2 separate regions of the Triticum aestivum genome follow, and region 2 is linked to region 1. Evidence: chromatin contacts called from public Hi-C data. All regions are on one chromosome and are shown on one strand. The core of a region is the stretch at or near the end of the contact, and the rest is flanking DNA. Distances in the headings are between cores, read along the strand shown. Region 1 holds the start of LOC123138908 (cyclic nucleotide-gated ion channel 17). Region 2 holds the start of LOC100682522 (E3 ubiquitin-protein ligase BRE1A).

What was found. Hi-C and Micro-C count contacts between places; a contact is called where the count stands out from the background.
Region 2: a Hi-C map of leaf shows a contact between it and region 1, with 5 times the contacts expected there. The contact joins the promoter of LOC100682522 here to the promoter of LOC123138908 in region 1.

Annotation. Positions count from the first base shown.
Region 1 is chr6B:665,542,715-665,545,475 of IWGSC CS RefSeq v2.1, forward strand. LOC123138908 (cyclic nucleotide-gated ion channel 17) reads right to left here and starts at 1,415. Exons shown (of 8, transcript XM_044558756.1): 1 at 1,032-1,415; 2 at 1-326. The coding sequence starts at 1,090.
Region 2 is chr6B:666,229,643-666,232,357 of IWGSC CS RefSeq v2.1, forward strand. It overlaps LOC100682522 (E3 ubiquitin-protein ligase BRE1A), which reads right to left and starts at 1,308. Exons shown (of 8, transcript XM_044558764.1): 1 at 899-1,308; 2 at 1-266. The coding sequence starts at 210.

The DNA of each region.
Region 1 (2,761 bases), core at 165-2,664:
AGAGATCGGCAATTGATCGGAAGAATGTAATGATGATGGTCAAATGCCTGTCTGTCCCAACACAGGAATAGGTGTCGCCATAGACGATTTTTGGCACGTAGAAGTACAGGGGATCTATAAATAGAGCAAGGAAGGACGAAAAAAGGAAAATGCGGTTCCACATCAAGATGAAGTCGCTAGATGGATCGAAAATCTTGTACTGCTGCGCATCCCCTCCCACGAAAATCTTGTTCTTCCCTGAGCTCGCAACGCCAAGTTTACTAGCAGCGAACGCTGCCTGTTTCTGTTGAATCGGTATCGCTGGCTTTCTCCCCTCGTCATAGAACCTGTGAATGGTACCAGCAAAAAAAGGTTGGACTCTAGTATCTGACTTGAAACATAAAATCATTCAGAACACGCGATAAATGCAATAGACTACTGTAATTCTTATTCCTCATTAACAATATGCATAATAGTTTTTTTATTATTCAGAAGAAATATTCTTCATTCTATATTAAGTAAGCAGAGGACCACTGTACTTCAAAACAGATTTAGTTCTCAATCAACAGCATTTGTTTATGTGATGCTGCCTTTTACTTTATCCATAAATGCAAATTCCCCACCGACCAGATCAACCAAAAAGGGGAAAAGCTCCATGCTAGTACAGCTTAACAACTCAAAAAAAAAAATTAAGACACTACAACTGCATGCTCCAACAGACTAACCGCCGAAGCAGAGTCCTAATTGCTGGATCCCTGTATTTCAAAACGAATTGGGTTCTCAATCAACAGTTTTACTTTATGTGATGCTGCCTTTTACTTTAACACCGACCAGATCAACCAAAAAGGGGAAAAGCTCCCATGCTACGGTATGGCTTAACAGCTCAAAATTTAAGACACTGCAACTGCCTGCTCCAACAGGCTAACGATACGAATCAAACCGATGCTGCCGAGCCCCCAACCCCGAAGCTCGCGCCGAAGCACGGCCCCAAATGCTGGATCCCTGACCAAAAGCAGCAGATCGGGTAGAGAAGCTAGGCCGCCGCGGCTCACCTGACGGTCCTCTGCCTGCCGAGCGCCATCTCGTCCTCCACCTTCCTCGGCGCGAACATGGCGCCGGCCAGCCCAGCCTGCTACGCCGACCAGGGACCCCGCGACCGGCCCGCCATCCAATCCAAGCACCCAAAGGAAGCGGCCCTCGATCAGCGGCCGAATCCGGCCGCGACACAGCTGGTGGCTGGTCTCCTCCGCGTCGGCCGTGGGAGGGGGATTAAGGCGGGGTGGCGGGATTTGGGAGCCGGCGAGGGCGAGGAGTTCGAGGGGTGGAGGGAGGGAGGCGACGAGGTGGAAGGAGGACCCGGGGAAGACGACGAAGCGGAAACTGCCTGACCGTCTGGGGGTTGGTTAATCGCTTGGTTAGCGGCCGGTAATGCCACGGGGTTTGGGTTAAAGCTTGGGGTTAGTTAGTTAGTGGTGCACTTGCTACTTACCGCGGTGGAAATGGGGTAGGCTGAAGTGGTGGTGGCAAAGCGGGCGCGGAAGTGAAACTCCCCAAAATTTACCGTTTCCGAGATGAAGGAGGAAGATTTGAGGAGCTATTTCAATTTGAATCCGAATTCTAGAGAAAATGTTGGATTTGCCTTTTCTTTTTGCGAGAAGGGAATGTGGGCGAACATATACTGTACTATATGCCTATCAATTTATGCTCTTTTTAATGCTTTGTTCGTAGAGTAGTACTACTACTTAAAAGCGTCTTTTCAATTCTAGGGACACATGTAGCGTGCAGCCTTGCTAGAATCGGTAATGATTCTCAAATGGCAGCGACCACAATACATGCATTTTGGAGCCAACATAATGGAAGTCGCCACCGTTGTGCTTGCACGCAGGAAGGAAGATGTGGTTACCTGTTCATAATGAGAGAGAAGCATTTTTCTATTTTAAAGTGCATTGAAAAGATAGAAGTATACTCTTTTGTGGATAAATTTTAAGTATCAAACATACACTTATTCGTGGACGGAGGGATCAATGAGCTAGATTTGAGTCAAGGACCACATGAATACATGATAACAACGGCCTGTGCCCATGACATGGTTGACCTATCACGTACGTAGTATGGAGTAGTAAAATAACCGTGCGTGCGTTCCCCCAAGTGAAAAAAGTGAAATACGTGCGGGACGAAAACTGCAAAGGAAGGAAGAAACATTTTCCTCTGCAGGCTTGCAACTTGGCCGAGCAATGGCACGCAACCTGCGAGGCTGCAAGAACGAGGGATGCGTGACGGAGCCGATGTGGCGTCGTGATATTCGCTGCACTGAAATGTGTATCAGCAGTTATTTGTCTCCCTCTCAGGCCAAGATTTCTGGTGTTTTTCTTTCTTTTGCAAGAGGTCCTGTGCTAGGTTGCCCTACCCTCCCTGCCATGGCTCGACTCGCCACGTCAGAGAAAGATATACAGTACAAATTCCGCGTCCTAGAAGGTACTCCTATTGGCATTGGGCATGACACATACCACTTTGAAAACTGAGAGCGTGTCGCCGACCGGCCGACCTGTTTGAGAGCAAGCGGTCACAGATGCATCGTTCAAGAGGTGTATGTTTTTGACCTTACCAAAAGAGATTGTGCTCTAAAGAAACACATGATCCGAGGAGCATAAGTCTTCAAATTGAATGGTGCCACGATGAGCACGACCATCTGATACGCAATGGTAGATTTTCTTTGTATGAAACATATGATCCAAGGAGCATAAGTCTTCAAATCGAATGATGCTTTTGGAGATGCAGCCAG
Region 2 (2,715 bases), core at 58-2,557, 690 kb after region 1:
GGGAGGCACTTGTGAAGGCGATAGCGCCTGCACTTCATCATCGAGAGCCTCCACATCAATAGGCGATGTGCGTGCACCAGGGAAGACCGAGAGCCCATGATGGTTCCCCGCCACCGGCGAGCTTGCATCCAAGTCCACAACAACTTTATCAGCAGATCCATCCAGCGATTGCCTCCTCGCGGCACGCCGTGCGCCGCTGGTATTACTCATGCTATATACCTCTGATGCTTATACTCACCTTACCCTTCTCCAGTTCTGTAATCAACCTGAATTTTAAGAGCATGGTCAATCTCAGTCCACCGTCCAACAATTATTTGTGCACAATCGACAACGATAACGATTTTGCATTACATGAACCCAGCCCAACCATCCTAAAAGTAGTACTATATTATATATAAATAGGTAAACACGCCAAATCTTTTGATCGAAACTTTAGACTATCTTGGCAAAGCCATTCTGCAATAGCAACAATATAATAACAAAACAAAACAAAAGCTTGGCCAGAAAAGGAGTAACCGAGTAGACTTTTCTTCTCCTTTTGCGGACAATCGCATTTGGGGAAGTGAATCACAGATAGTCATACTGCTACTACTATTGGGGCATAAATCCTAATCCTAATCCGGTGGATAATAACCAGGAATGGACGAAGAAAACGAGAGCAGGAAGGGATGCCCCCTAAATCCTAACCCAGAGGGAGAAGATCTGTCCAACCGAGCAGCCCGCGCGGCTACAACTTGGGGCAGAATCGAGCGACGCCGATCCAAGGATCGGCGCGGCGGCCGAATCAAGAACTCCTCGCCCGGTCGCGGTCAGATTCCGATCGAATCGAACACGAGCGCTCGAGAGAACCCACAAAATACAGATCGAAGGATATATGCAGAGAGCGATCCGCGCTTACTCGAGCGTGGCGATCGAGGGACCTGATGAGGGTTTGAGGCAGAGTCGCCCAGGCACGCACGCCACCACCACCACCAACCGACGAACTGGACTTGAATGTGTCTCCCTCCTCTTCGCCCGGCGTCCGTTTAAAAGGGGGCGAGCGATGAGCGGCGCGGTTCACTCTTTTTTCCTCCCTCGCCGGACCCCACTGGGAAGTCGGATCCCTTTCGTGTTGTGGGACCGTGTGTCAGGGGGTGGGGGGTCGTGTCGAGGCGGGGGTGGTCGCCGGGGATTATTTTTGTGGGGATCGGCGGCGGTGAGGTCGGCTGGCCCACACGTGTTCGTCCGCCTCGTCGCCGGGGCACGGTGGGCTGGGTAGCCGGACCGTAGGCGTGCGCAGACGGTCGGACGAGGAGGGGAGGGGAGGGGAGGGGAGGATAGGGGTGGTGGGAAGACTTGGCGGTTGACCCAGGGATCGGGATCCCACTATCCCACGTCTTATTGCGTGTGCGCAGACGTCTGCAGACGCACGTAAATTGCGCAGTTGGTGCCGAAATTAGTCGATATCAGCCGCGATTTGCTTACACTTTTACGTGTAAATAAAGCTGATGCTTGAACTTGCCACGTATATTCAGTTTAGTGTTTTTTTAACATCAGTATAGACACAAGCGCTCATATACACGCGCATACACTCACTCTTATGAACGAACAAACGCACACCCTACCCTATAAGTACCTCTGAAAGACTGAACTTTTTTTAAACATCAGTACAAACACAAGCGCTCATATACATACGCATACACTCACTGTTATAAACGCACGCACGCACACCCTACCCTTATGAGCACCTCTGAAAGACTGAGCCGGCGTATCATCTTGAAATTTACGAAGTCACCGTAAACACCCCGTCGTCGACGGGAACGTCTCCTTCCACTGAATGCTCATCGCCGAAAATCCTGAAATAAATCCAGGAATAAATACGAGCACCAGGATTTGAACCATGGTGGGCTGGGGATACAACAATCCCTCTAACCATCCAACCACACGTTGGTTTGCATTCAGTTTAGTGTCTGAACTTGAAAAAAATACACTAAACTGGTTATACAACTTGGCATGAATGTGTAAATACAATGCTAATTTTTTAATTTTTTTAAAATGAGGATGACCCCTCGCAGTGGCAGCTGCAGTAAATGAAGGCTGGGTCATCCAATTTTTTTCTTTTGCTGTAAATGTAGTATATGAACCAAACAACACAACACTAGCAATATATGAACGAAACAACACTAGCATAACAGCAATAACAATATTTCAATGTACCAGACCATAACGACATGAATACATAAGTACCTTTTGATTGATAAAGTGATGATATCCTTTTTACAATATAACTATGTGGTCGCCTTTTTGAAAGAGATTGATGACATCTTCATCCTTCACTAGATCGAAAAATTCACTCTCAACAAATGTAACCAAACAATTGTTCAAATATTCATCACCCATTTTGTTCCTTAATTCACATAACTCATTGAAGAGAATACTCTTTCAACACTAGCAGTAGCTACTGGCAGAATCAATACTAACTTAAGAAGCTTGTAAACAATATGACTTCTGTTTCAGTTATTAAATCCCTTCTTCACAAAAGCATCTTCACCGGGGCGTGGCGCCGCCAGGGTTGCCCATCCCTGCTCGGGTTCTCCTCCATCTGTCCAGCGCGGGGGGTAGGGTGCCGCCGCCAGGGTCGCCCGTCCCTGCTAGACTGCTGCTCTCTCCGACCAGTGCGGGGGGCGTGGCGCCGCCGGCGCGGGGGTGGGGCGCCGCCGCCAGGGTCGCCCGTCC